Regions from separate parts of the Triticum aestivum genome. Here region 1 is linked to region 2. Evidence: chromatin contacts called from public Hi-C data. All regions are on one chromosome and are shown on one strand. The core of a region is the stretch at or near the end of the contact, and the rest is flanking DNA. Distances in the headings are between cores, read along the strand shown.

Region 1 (6,536 bases), core at 2,863-5,362, 280 kb before region 2:
CCTTTCTCCCCAACTGGTTAACATGGCAGACCTCGACTCGGCGAATTTATCATTCGTCATGCCACCCAATATGCAGTTCAACGACAATGTCCTGGGGGATGCTGGAGAGCTGCACCTCAAGGCCGAGCAGGACGCGGCCTAACTACACGCCTTGGATGAGGAGACGATGTCCATTGAGGAAAACCGTGTGGCTCCTCATCGACCTCCCTTCTAGCCTTGGTCCCATAGGCCTAAAGTAGGTGTACAAGGTACGGTGGCTCCTCATCGACCTCCCTTCCAGCCTTGATCCCATAGGCCTGAAGTGGGTGTGCAAGGTCAAGAACACGAACACGGTGCGGTGCTTCGGCACAAGGCACACCTTGTGGCAAAGGGTTATGTGCAGCGTCAGGGGGTGGACTATGATGAAGTGTTCGCCCTTGTCGCTCGTCTCGAGTCTGTGCGGCTTTTGCTAGCTCTGGAACGTGCGCCTGCTGGGGCGTGCACCACAAGGACGTAAAGTCCACCTTCCTCAACGACAAACTTGAGGAGGAGGTGTACGTTGCACAATGCCGGGATACGCAATTTTCGGACAAGAAGGGAAAGTGCTACACCTTGACAAGGCTCAACGGACTGAAGCAATCGCCATGTGCTTGGAACAAAAAGTTTGATGTTGCCCGTTCTTGCTTTGTTTTGAGCGGAGCGCCAGAGAGCACGCCGTCCAGGTTCGCGGTGGCAGCACCACGTCTCGTCTGCTTGTGGTGTCTGTGTCATCATTGGTTTCAACGTCAGGGAAATCGAGCACTTCAAGGAGGAGATGCAAAACAACTTCAAAATTGGTGACCTTGGTATCCTGATTTTTTACTTGCGGATCGAGGTGTGCCAGTCCGTTGACGGCATCACCCTGAGCTAGCGGCGTACGCGGCGAAGTCTTGACTGGAGTGGCATGGTAGACTGCAACCATTGCACCGGGCCAATAGGACCACATGTTCAAGCTCAGCAAACAGAGCACCATGCTGCCGATGGATGCGACTGAGTACCGCAATGTTGTCAGGTGCCTGTGATACCAGGCCGGACATCTCTTGCGCCATCGGCTACGTCTCGTGCTTCATGGAGGCGCCCACCACCCAACACCTTGCTGCGGTGAAGAGTGTTGCGCTATGTCGCCGCCACGCCGAATTGGGGTTGTCACTATTGGGGAAGTGGGGACGATTACCTCGTCTGCTACAGCGACAACGTCATGACCGGATATCTTGACACTCGTCTGAGTTGAGCACCGATGTCGCCATGTTCTTCTACGCCAACAATGTTAACAACCGGTAGTCACTCAAGTAGAATGTGGTGCCTCTCTCGCCATGCGAAGCAGAGTACTTAGCTGCCACTGTGGCGGCGTGCTAAGAAATTTCACTCACTTCGTTCCTCAATGAACTGAAGGAGGAGCCAGCCTGCATTCAACTCTACATTGACAACTAATCCGCTATCTTATTTGCTAAAAGTCAAGTTTTCCACGACCGAAGCAATCACATCTATGTTCGTTTCCACTGCATTCGGGAATGCGGAGAGGCCATGAAGGTTAAGGCGCAGTTTGTTGGCACCAACGGACAGCTCGCCGACATTCTCACTCAAGCTCTTGGGCGTGTGCGCTTCGCGGAGCTTCGTGCAAAGATCGGCATGGTCGAAGTTACAATGGCACATGCTTTAGGGGGTGATATTGTTGGGATAAACCCGTGGCCTGTCACATTATTTTCCTATTGTTTTCCCCTTTCACATAAAATAACATAGGGGTCGTCACAGGTTTGTTCGTGAGCTAGTCTAGCGGCGCCATCAGCTGCGCGAGGTGATCCTAGAGTCGTGAGATGGCACGACTCACATGAGGGGCAAAATCGCTTCACTCTCGGTCTTTTCTGTTGGAGTTTGTTAGCCACAAATAAAGCAATGGCAAGAATCAGAAAAGCTGTGAGATGGCTGCACTCGCGTGAGGGGCAAAATTGCTTCACTCTCGGTCTTATCTGTTGGAGTATGTTAGCCACAAATAAGCAATGGCAAGAATCAGAAGAGCTGCGGAAGTTTGAGCAGCGTTAAACCACTTGTGTCATCGTCTTCCTTGATCCATCTCTCTCTCGCGCGTGTGTTCGTCAGGAAGCAAATAGGGTGCTGAGTGCTGACACATGCACACATGAGTGCACTGGCGTGTCCATGAAATACTGAAGTGTCACTCATTTTTCTTGCTGGAAATGGAGGTAATATCGGTATTTTTGGCTAAAGAAATGGTGCAAAGTGGAGATTTTGTGTTCTGGCATCTCGAACCTGTGTGCTTGATACTTACAGAATTTTTTAATATTCTGGATTGAATTATTCTTTTATGAGGGTACTAAGAGATAAAATATAACATTTTTGTTGGTATGGTTTGTTATTTTGACCAATGCTAATATTGCACAGAGTTAGGTCTCTTTGGTTGCTCACTTGCTATGACCTATGATCATGCTGTTTGACCATACCTGTTTCTTCTTGGTGTCACTTTAGGTTGAATATATCTATATGAAAAACATTAACCTTAATTGTGCAAGACAACACATAATCCATTAATGACAAAAGTCTTTCTCTACAGTTAGGGGGCAAACTGGAATTTGTATCGAGAGATAGGATTTCTGGAGACGAAAATGGTGTTACACTTGGTTGATTTGCGGCTTGAATATTTGAATACGAAACGGTGACCTTTGTTGTGCAAGTCAAGTCGTAACTACTCCCTCGTTTTTGCAGTTCAAATTGAACTGCAACTGCAAAAACGTCTTATATCTTGGTACTGAGGTAGTAATTAATCGCAACAACCTATCTCTCCAGTGAGTAGTCAAAACTAGAATTGGTATCGATAGATTATTTCTGGCGAGTGCCTATATGTTCTGCAAAGAGAATCGTGCCCTGCGTGTGGGCACTAAATTGTTGACAATATCAAACATGGTCAAAATCTGCACATGAATAAAAAACTTATCTCCACATGATTGGTCTTTGATTATATCAATCAGTGATTTGCATTAGTATGAATTAAGGACTAGTGATAAAAATCTTGTCCCATGTTGAAGCAAAAAATGGAAATAATAGAGCACTGATTATTATTTAAGAATACTAGTAAGATGCCCGTGCGTTGCACGGAACATCAAAATTGGGTGGACGGCGCCCGCAGCGGCCATCATACCAAGCCTTTTGAATGTGGTGGGGAAGAGATAAGGTTGATTGTGAGAGACGAGGAGTTGTTTATAAATATGGAAACAAGTGCGGGAATCTTTTTGCAAAACTGCAACAGTTTGCTTTGTATGTGTCAGGTTTAGATCCAACAGCTATTGGTGAAAAATGGAAGGCACACCATCATCACCAACTCAGGTTTTTATAGGAGTAGAGATGAGAGTTACTACACTACCCCAAAAAAGAAGAGTAACTACACAAGATTGCAACGAACCTATCACATGACATGGTACTTATTTATTTAGATGGAGAAACATGGTCGTGTGATATGATTTAAGGATACGACAAAAAGAAGAACACTATTTTCTGTTGTTTCCTATTTGAGTTAGTTACACTAATTGGCTATTTCCTTTCTACGAATTTAGAAAGATATATGTACATGCCTTGCTTTTATGTTACAGTGAAGTCCATGCTAATACATACTGTATTCTTTTATCAGGAAAAGACACTATCCTCCCAAGGCACAGGGAGGCATGGTCTTGAAGCAGAGATCACACAGGGGATCAGCGCTGCGTGGAAAGAGTTGAGTTGTCGTCGCCTCAACCATGAGAGAGCACCGCGCCATGAAACGCGATGCAGTACGTGCATCCATGACTAATCCGCCAGATCCATGCCGTTTTGCAGTCACACAATAAAGATGCGTTGATTTAGTATTTATAATTGGCTTTGGTTCCCTTTTACTTTGCTATTAAAGCGTGTAGTGATTTCAGTCTCTCATGCACATGGCTGGTTACAATGTAACAGCATTTCCTTATCTAAATTTGATTGTCTTTATGTCCATATAGACAATGGTCTAAAAATATGGAAGCGATGGTATGGGTCATACTGAGAACGTATCCTGTGCTCCCGACGAACTCGTGCACTAGGTGCTCCGGTACAACCTCAGCCATTGGATTAAAAAGAGAGGGACGGGATGAGGGGCAAGGGGAGCTGAACGTTTCCTATGCTCCCGACGAACTGATGCACCAGGTGCTCCGATCCAACAAAACGGACCTTGAAGCCTAGATGAATTCTGTCCCGCCCTGTCTTTTTTACTATGCTTGTCTTCTCACGTGTGCTTTTGTATCGGCTTATGTAACCGTTGCATGATTGTTCATTGCTCAACAGTTATAACCCTATAATCTATACTCCTATATAGTATACGAATAGCAAGACATATGGACCGTTGGATCTTTCTAATCAGACGGCTCAAATTTAATGGCTTGTGCTAGAGGACTACGTGGCTGCACATAGACCATTGGATATGTCCATCTAACGGCCCACATCGCAGGGATTCGCGCTGCGCCACTTCACTGTGTTGGCCTGGCATTTTCGCATGGGCACGTGATTCTGTAGAAATTTCTAGCACACTCATGTGATACAATGCATGCAGCGGTAGGGTAGAGTAGTAATCTCCAGAGTCTAGCAGAGCTACCAAGTAGGTATGGTGATGGGAGATGAGAGAGAGTAAAAGCATGACGATGGTTCAGCCTGGGCATAGGCGCAGATGCCTGAAACAATTTTTTGCTGGTGGAAGCAATTTAAATGATTAAAGAAAGACAACAAAAGAAAAATGTAATATGTGTTGTAGCTAAATGGCTTTTACTTTCCGTTAAAATTTTGTTTTACCAGTATATTGCCCTTGTTTTCAGCAATAAATTTGTGAAGATATCTGATAAACAAAACAGAAATAATTTTAAATAATCATTTTATTTGTAATAATGAATAACTTGCAATGTATACTCTATGCATAGCTCAATCTAGGACCTATTAAATTTCATTAAATTGAGGATGAAGCGGGTATCCTATTTCTCTTGGTATTCGAAATTGTGCAGATCTAATATTACACACCTACACTAACAAATTATTTATATCTCAATAATTATTGATTAATTAATTGTGCAGATCTAATATTACACACCTACACTAATAAATTATTTATATCTCAATAACTTGCCAAAAATTCTACACGTGCATGGCACGTGCCATTTACTAGTATTAAGTATGAGAGAAACAACTTTATAAATAACTGTTGTGATGATGCTTTGTACTGAAACTGAACTAAAGATCTCTGAACACATTTCTTTAGATGCTTCCATGCAAGAACATCAGTGTATTTCACATTGGAGCATCACAAGCATGCAGATGAACTGTACAACAACCACCCCTCTGAACTACAAAAAATGTCGCATACTATTTTTTTGGCAAGTGTACATTCTTGTTTACATGGTGCCAAAAATCCCTGAACTTGTGTGGCCTGAAAAGATGGATGGACTATAAACAACAGTCGTTATTGGGAATCGAAGGATGGTGCCTGGGTGTCTCTTCGCCTCTGAGTAGGCATTGTCACCGTCGCCAAAGTTCCTGAAGTCTTCACCGGATCCATCGCTGCTGGAGTCTAGTAGAAAAGAACAGAAATATAGTTAGACTGCATCAACAATACCAATTCATGATTCTAATTAATGGAATTTTGGGCTTTGATTTACTGGTTGTTGGTTGACTACTCTTTTCAATCAGATTTCTTGCCTCAAACTGGGCACAGTAGAGAAGACACGGGAGGACAGAAATCAGCTAGACTTCAATGTCCGTTTTGCAAAATGTACCTGCAGTTCCCCTTGCCCCTCATCATGCCCTCTCTTTTTAATCCAATGACTCGGGTTGGATCGGAGCACCTGGTGTACGAATTCGTTGGGTGCACATGATACGTTATCGGGTCATACTGGCATATAGTCCTATTATCTGGACCGTCCATGGCCAGATCGGGCAGGAGAGCAGTGCTAAATGAAGTTTGTACGAGCATCGAAAATTGTTGTATTTCCTTTTGTTTCATAGCACATATTACTAGTGGCGTCAAATGTTTAGTGTGCATGAAAAACAATTCTGTAGATGCATGAACATTTTTTATTCTAGATAAAAAACATTGTTTCTCTGTTTACATTTACAAAGAGAAATGATTGCTTTTTTTATCAAATGTTTTTCTCCATACAAATAAATGTGCATGCCTAAAAATATATTTGTCCACGTATCTCTTAAAGAAGGCATGTATTCGCCAAAAATTAAGAAAGTAGCCACTAGAAAGTGAAAGGAACGAGTATAAACACAAAACAATTAAAATTGTAAAGATGGAGAAAAGGCAATATATAAAACAACTAAACAATTAAATAACTAAAAGGGCTTTGCACAGGGGAGCCCACGAATTGACCGGCCCTTTTCGTTTGTTTTCCTTTCCTGTTTCCCTTTTTTTGCTTTTTCAGTTTAACTTTTTTTCTTTTTTAGAAACTTAATAAATATTCGCTTTTTCAAAATATTTTCCAAAATTCAAAAAATGTATATTAAATATT
Region 2 (6,135 bases), core at 2,247-4,746:
TTGACCGACCCAAATACGTGGTCAGTCAAAACACAAAACCTAAGCCAGCTCACAGAACAGTACGAATCTCAAAGCAAAAATCATTGTCCAAAAAATCGACTGACCCAAAATTAATATTCACGGGACTTGTGTATAGTTAAATTGAAAAAAAAAAGTTACTTCATGTAAGTTTGACAATGGATCGACCCCGCTATACCCAAAAAAGCTTGTGTGCCGCTTTATAAATAAATTGACAACCGAAAAACATAGAAAGGTAACGCGCACACTATCTCTGCTAGCTGGGGATTCCAGCTATACAAGAGAAGCTCAAAACAGCTAAAGAGGAGGTAGGAGCTAAGGTAAGCTAAGCACGAGGTTAGCAACAGAGATCTTGATCGTATCATTTGAGTAAACGCATAGCAGTCATAGACATGGACAGCCGGGCACCGCTATACAAAGCACTTGAACACCTCTTAGCAACTGAGATCTTAATCGTATCAATTGAGTAAACGCATAGTAGTCACATAGACATGGGCAGACGTGGGTACAAACATTGCGTTATTCGGTTCGTGTCCTTTCATTATGAGGTCGTGGGTGAAGTCCTGACACAAGACAGGGTCCTTGAATCCTTGATGCTTTAGTAGCCAGCTCAGAACTTCAGATCATGTACCTTAGTTGTTTCTGTGTGGCTCCGATCCAAATTGTAACGGTAAAAAATGGCCGGTGGCCATCTACCAGCACTCCCTCGCGTATCTCCAGGCCCAGGCCCCGCGTCACCCCCCCTAGGGCGACTCGACCGGAGCCCAAAAACCTAGCCGCCGCCGCCGCGCACTCCCTCCTCATCTCCCTCCGCCGCCGCCGGGGGGCGCCGCCGGGCTAAGCCCGGGGGCTGACGGCGGTGGCGGGGGATTTCCTCTCTCCCGTGTCTTCGGGATGGTGTGGGACCCCTAGGCGTATGGTGGCGCAGCCGATTCGGTTTCTCCAGCGCAGTGGATGGCTGCGGCAAGCGGCGGGTGGCCGGCCCGTCCTCGGACGACGGCGGCTAGGCGCAGCGGGCGGCCAGTCATAGATTTCGGGCGCGGCGACGGCTGTGGTCGGCGTGGTGGCCTGCTAGGCTGCGGTGGCGTGCAATCCACCTTCAGATCGGCGGCGGCGGTGTGGAGGGCCTGGTGATCTCGTCGGCAGCACTTTTGGTCGAATCTGTTCTGACCGGTGCATCCGGCGGTGGTGGTCATCTCTACCGTCAGAGATGGTCAGCCTGAGACTGGGTGTTCAGATCTCCGAATCCATCATCTAGTACCGATTGCGAGTCGGGGAGACATAGTGGCCGGTGAAAACCAAGCCGACGGTGGGCGATGGCGGTGTTCTGTGTCGTTATCTTGATGAAGGCATCCTTATGTGACTACTGTCGACCCACTCGTATTGCTCTAGGGAAACCCTAGGATCGGGTCTTTCAGATCAGAGGATGGCGACACTGCGGTGTCGTTTCTCTCTTGGGAGCATCGTTTGTGGAGCAGCGCTGAGGTAGGAGGTGGAGCGGCTTTGTCTTGCGCGAAGCTTCGGTGGAGATGTCAAGTCATGCCCGGTCGACAGGTGCTACGCTTTGTCATGCATGGTCGGTAGGTGCTACCCACGACAGGTTTTCCAGAGACTTCAAGCTCTGTCGGCTGGTGGTACTTGGCCTGATGGTGCTGAGGTGTACCGGTGGCGACCGTGACGTGTTCAGCAGTTCGCGCGCAGGGAGGTGGTGCCGTTGGGCGTCGTGGTGGCATCGACGACAGCTAGACCAGGCAAGGTTGATGCGTTAGTACAGCTCTGATGGAGTGGTGGTAGTTGACGGCGGCGGCCTCTGAGAGCGCGCCGGATCGGTGTGTGCCCCATACCCGGCAAGTGGCTTGATTGGGGCCTCTGGTCTTAAATGTTAGGCTTGACTGCAAGATCTGTGGTATTAGGCCTGGACTGTCATCATCCCTTCAACTGGATAGAAGCAGGGCCGTCCATAAGGGTGGCCAAGGTGGGTGACCGCACATGCCCCCCTAAAAAAGTGGGGCCCCAAAATCATTAATCTCACGCTAAGTATATTGCATGTCAAGCATGATCTCATCCCTTCTCTATGCATCCCTGCATGCACGGGATTTCTTACCTTGATTATCTCCCCTCGCATGCGCCTGATTCCTTTCCATATCATGGGGACTCTTTACTGCATGCACCATTTATTTCTAGATCTTCTAGCGCGATAACTGCATGCATGAGGATTAGGCTGGTCATAGTGGGGAGTAACTTAGACTAATGTCATATGCATGACATTAGTCTAAGCTACTACCTTCATAACGCAAAGTAACTATGATATTACTATTATAGATGGTTTCATTTATTAGCTTGTAGACTTATCTTTTCTTGGGAAGCGCTATGTTACAGTAACATATTATGTTACCACCTCACATTAAATACTTGCCACATGAGCAAAAATTTCTTGAAGTGCGCTATGTTACTAGCTAAGTTACTTCCACTATGACTAGCCTTAGGCAGGAAAGAAAATCATCATGGTGATCGCTCCATTCGCAGGTCCAAATTTTTTTTTACCATAGACTTTGAGTGGTAACAACCTATCGAAGGGAATCAACGAGCTGGAAATAAAAAAAGGCTTAATATTTTAGAATTCCCTAAAAATAAATACACACATAATAATGTGAAATAAATTTCAAAGGGAGTTTTTTAAATAAAATGTCCCTATTCATATATATATATATATATATATATATATATATATATATATATATTACGAGAAAGCTTCTGATCTATTTATCTTCAAGACCTTATTTATATTTTTGATGATCATATACGCAAGTGTGTAACCTGGAGTACACTCCGCGCGATGCGATTCACACCATGCGATCGGGTGGTCAACAAAGTGACCAATTCTTGGGTGATATGCGCACATTACACAAATTGATAGCCAAACTGTGGCATATATTTTTTTCGCACCGAGGCCCCAATTTTAGCATATATTTTTTCCGCACCGGGGTCCAAAATTTCTGGAGACGGCCCTGGATAGAAGTAGCGACAGATGTTGCCTAGATGGTGGCTTCAGATTTACTATTGTATTTTTTTGTAAGGTCTTCTGTGAATAATTAATAAAGTGGTTGTATGTATCGTCTAGACGTAGAAGCCGGAGGTATTCCTGCTTTTCAAAAAAAAAGTTGTTTCTGTGTTTTTTACGCAGTAGGCAGTCCATTAATGTTCTGTATTACTTGTGTTTTTCTTGGTTAATGGTTTTATATTTTCACTGGCAGCAAATTGCATGTGTTGTTTTGTAAACAAGTACTCCCTCCATAAACTAATATAAGAGCTTTTACATCACTATTTTGGTATTTTTAAAGCTTTTATTTTAGATCACTACTTTAGTATTTTAAAAGTTTTTATATTTATTTAATCATGGAGTAGATAAGAGTGACTACATGCGTGCAGCCCGCGCTGTACGCTAAGCCGTCCAGCGTTTGTCTCCTATAAAACCCGGATGGCGACTGCGAGCGATCCGATCGAAAGCGAAAGCGATGGGATCTACTACTAGTAATCTATACTACTCCTATACTAGCAGTATTTGCATAGCAGTGGACTGGATTGATTAGTGGACACGCGCTCTGTGGAGTTATCGAATAAACATAAGTTGGACATGAGATTTGTGTTGTCGAGACGGCGTGGCTCATCTTGTTCGCCACCTCGGTTTTCGCCTATATAGCCCAGAGAGCGCGCCGGTTAACTCGCAAGGATAGTACCATCACCATAGGAAGCGGAAGCACCAAGTATCGTCTGATGCTCGATCGGGCAGTTGACTGGCAGCTGCCGCATTGCATTCGTGGTATCGATACCGCACCGGTCCAGTCCAGTGTTGACTGTCTTGGGATACAGGACAGGAGAGACCTGTCCAATCCATGGCTTCTTGTGCTGGCGGTGGTGACGAGCCGCTGACGGAGGCGCTGCTAGCGAGGGCGGGCAGCGGCGACAAGGATGACCTGGAGGAGATCCACAGCGTGTCGGCGTTCCTACGGTGCGCGGCGGAGGAGAACCGGCGGCTGTGGCACCTGGCCGGGCCGGCCATCTTCACGTCGCTGGCGCAGTACTCGCTGGGCGCCATCACGCAGGTCGCCGCCGGCCACCTCACCACGCTCGAGCTGGACGCCGTCTCCACCGAGAACTCCGTCGTCGCCGGCCTCGCCTTCGGGATCATGTACGGCATGGGGAGCGCGCTGGAGACGCTGTGCGGGCAGGCCTACGGCGCCAAGAAGCTCCCCATGCTCGGCGTCTACCTGCAGCGCTCCTGGCTGCTGCTCACCGCCACGGCCGTCTGCATGCTCCCGCTCTACCTCTTCGCCACCCCGATCCTGAGGTTCTTCCACCAGGACGACCAGATCGCCGTCATGGCCGGGCGGTTCTCGCTCTACATGATCCCGCAGCTCTTCGCCTACGCGCTCAACTTCCCCATCCAGAAGTTCCTGCAGGCGCAGAGCAAGCTGGTGGCCATGGCGGCGGTGTCCGCGGCGGCGCTGGTGTTCCACGTCGCGCTCACCTGGTTCCTCGTGGTGCCCATGCGGATGGACCTCGTTGGCCTCGCCGTCGCGCTTAACGCGTCGTGGTGGTTCGTCGTGCTCGGCCAGCTCGCCTACATCGTCATGGGTTACTGCCCCGGCGCCTGGAACGGCTTCCAGTTCGACTCCCTCGCCTTCACCGAGCTCTTCAGCTTCGCCCGCCTCTCCATCGGCTCAGCAATCATGATCTGGTACGTACATTTCGTACAGCTTGGTGGTTGTACATACGTACCACCTACTTATGGTCCAATGAACTGCCATGAACTGTTGTAATTAATCACCTATATTCCCGCTCTTTCGCCATGGAATCTGCGATGATGATATCTCTATCGCCATGGAATGGTAGCTTGGAGTTCTGGTTCTACATGTTCCTTATTGTGATCGTGGGCAATCTTCCCAACGCTCAGGTTGCCGTCGCCGCAGTCTCCATCTGGTGAGCTAGCTGTTATAATTGCCACCTGCCAAGCTGAGCAAAACGGTAGCTGGCTTTAGTAAATACGTAGTACTAGCTAGTATACTATATAGTGGCACTGACATGTTGTGATTTCTGGATGTGGCACATTGGCTGCCGCGTGCAGCACCAACCTGTTCGGGTGGCAGATCATGGTGTTCTTCGGATTCAATGCAGCCATCAGGTAATCTCAATCAATCAACCAATCTGCATCAAAACATATTTGTGCGTGCGCATTAATCCAATGGTTGGAGCAGCGTGAGGGTGTCGAACGAGCTGGGCGCGGGGCGGCCGCGGGCGGCGAGGTTCGCGATCGCGGTGGTGCTCATGTCGTCCGTGGCCATCGGAGTGGCCTTCTTCGTGGCCGTGCTGCTCCTCCGGGACGTCTACGGCGCGCCCTTCACGGAGAGCCCGAGGTGGTGCACGCCGTGGCCAGCCTGGGCGTGGTCTTCGCCTTCACGCTCCTGCTCAACAGCGTCCAGCCCGTGCTGTCCGGCGTGGCCGTCGGGGCCGGGTGGCAGTGGCTGGTGGCGTACATCAACCTCGGGTGCTACTACGGGGTCGGCATCCCGGTCGGGTACATGATCGCCTTCCCGCTGCGCCGCGGGATTCAGGTACGCGCTCCTGCGTGCATGCATGTCTTTGTTCGTTTGGCTGCCGAGCTTAAAACCGACCGTGGTTGTTTGGCTTTGGATGAAATGCAACAGGGGATGTGGGGCGGCATGCTCACCGGGGTGGGCCTGCAGACCGTGATCCTGATCGCGATCACGATGCGCACCAACTGGAACAAGGAGGTGAGCGATCCTGGTTTGACTGTTGGGTTTCAGCCTCGGGCAAAACGAGACGAGTCCTGATACTGCAGTATCTTGGAATGTGCAGGCAAGGGAGGCGAGCTCCAGGATACGGCAGTGGGGTGGTGGTGGTGATGGTGCATCGCCCAGGATCCCGGACAGCTTCTAGCGCCTCTGCCTGTTTCTTGGTGGCCAACCAAATCTGACTAATTAAATCTTGTGCGTGTTAGGCGAGCTATAACCAAAACTGGTCCCGTGGGCAGTCCCTCTTGCCCCGTTTGTGTTTTCTTGTCCACAACACGCAGCACCGCAAGATCCTTGCGCCGTG

The links. Hi-C and Micro-C count contacts between places; a contact is called where the count stands out from the background.
Region 1: a Hi-C map of leaf shows a contact between it and region 2, with 5 times the contacts expected there. The contact joins two enhancer-like sites. A contact is called at or near these places in 2 of 5 Hi-C or Micro-C datasets (both in leaf).

What each region holds. Positions count from the first base shown.
Region 1 is chr7B:257,401,482-257,408,017 of IWGSC CS RefSeq v2.1, reverse strand. It overlaps LOC123159193, which reads left to right. Exons shown (of 2, transcript XM_044577019.1): 2 at 3,656-3,996. The coding sequence ends at 3,743. Among protein-coding and RNA genes, the nearest start is that of LOC123159193, 7.1 kb to the left of the region's middle. Within about 2 kb of position 4,112, at least 1 of the 8 cell types and tissues checked has an H3K27ac peak or open chromatin away from gene starts, as enhancers often do. A contact at or near this core is called in leaf, where this site is marked.
Region 2 is chr7B:257,120,747-257,126,881 of IWGSC CS RefSeq v2.1, reverse strand. It overlaps the pseudogene LOC123158886. Among protein-coding and RNA genes, the nearest start is that of LOC123159550, 78 kb to the right of the region's middle. Within about 2 kb of position 3,496, at least 2 of the 8 cell types and tissues checked have an H3K27ac peak or open chromatin away from gene starts, as enhancers often do. A contact at or near this core is called in leaf, where this site is marked.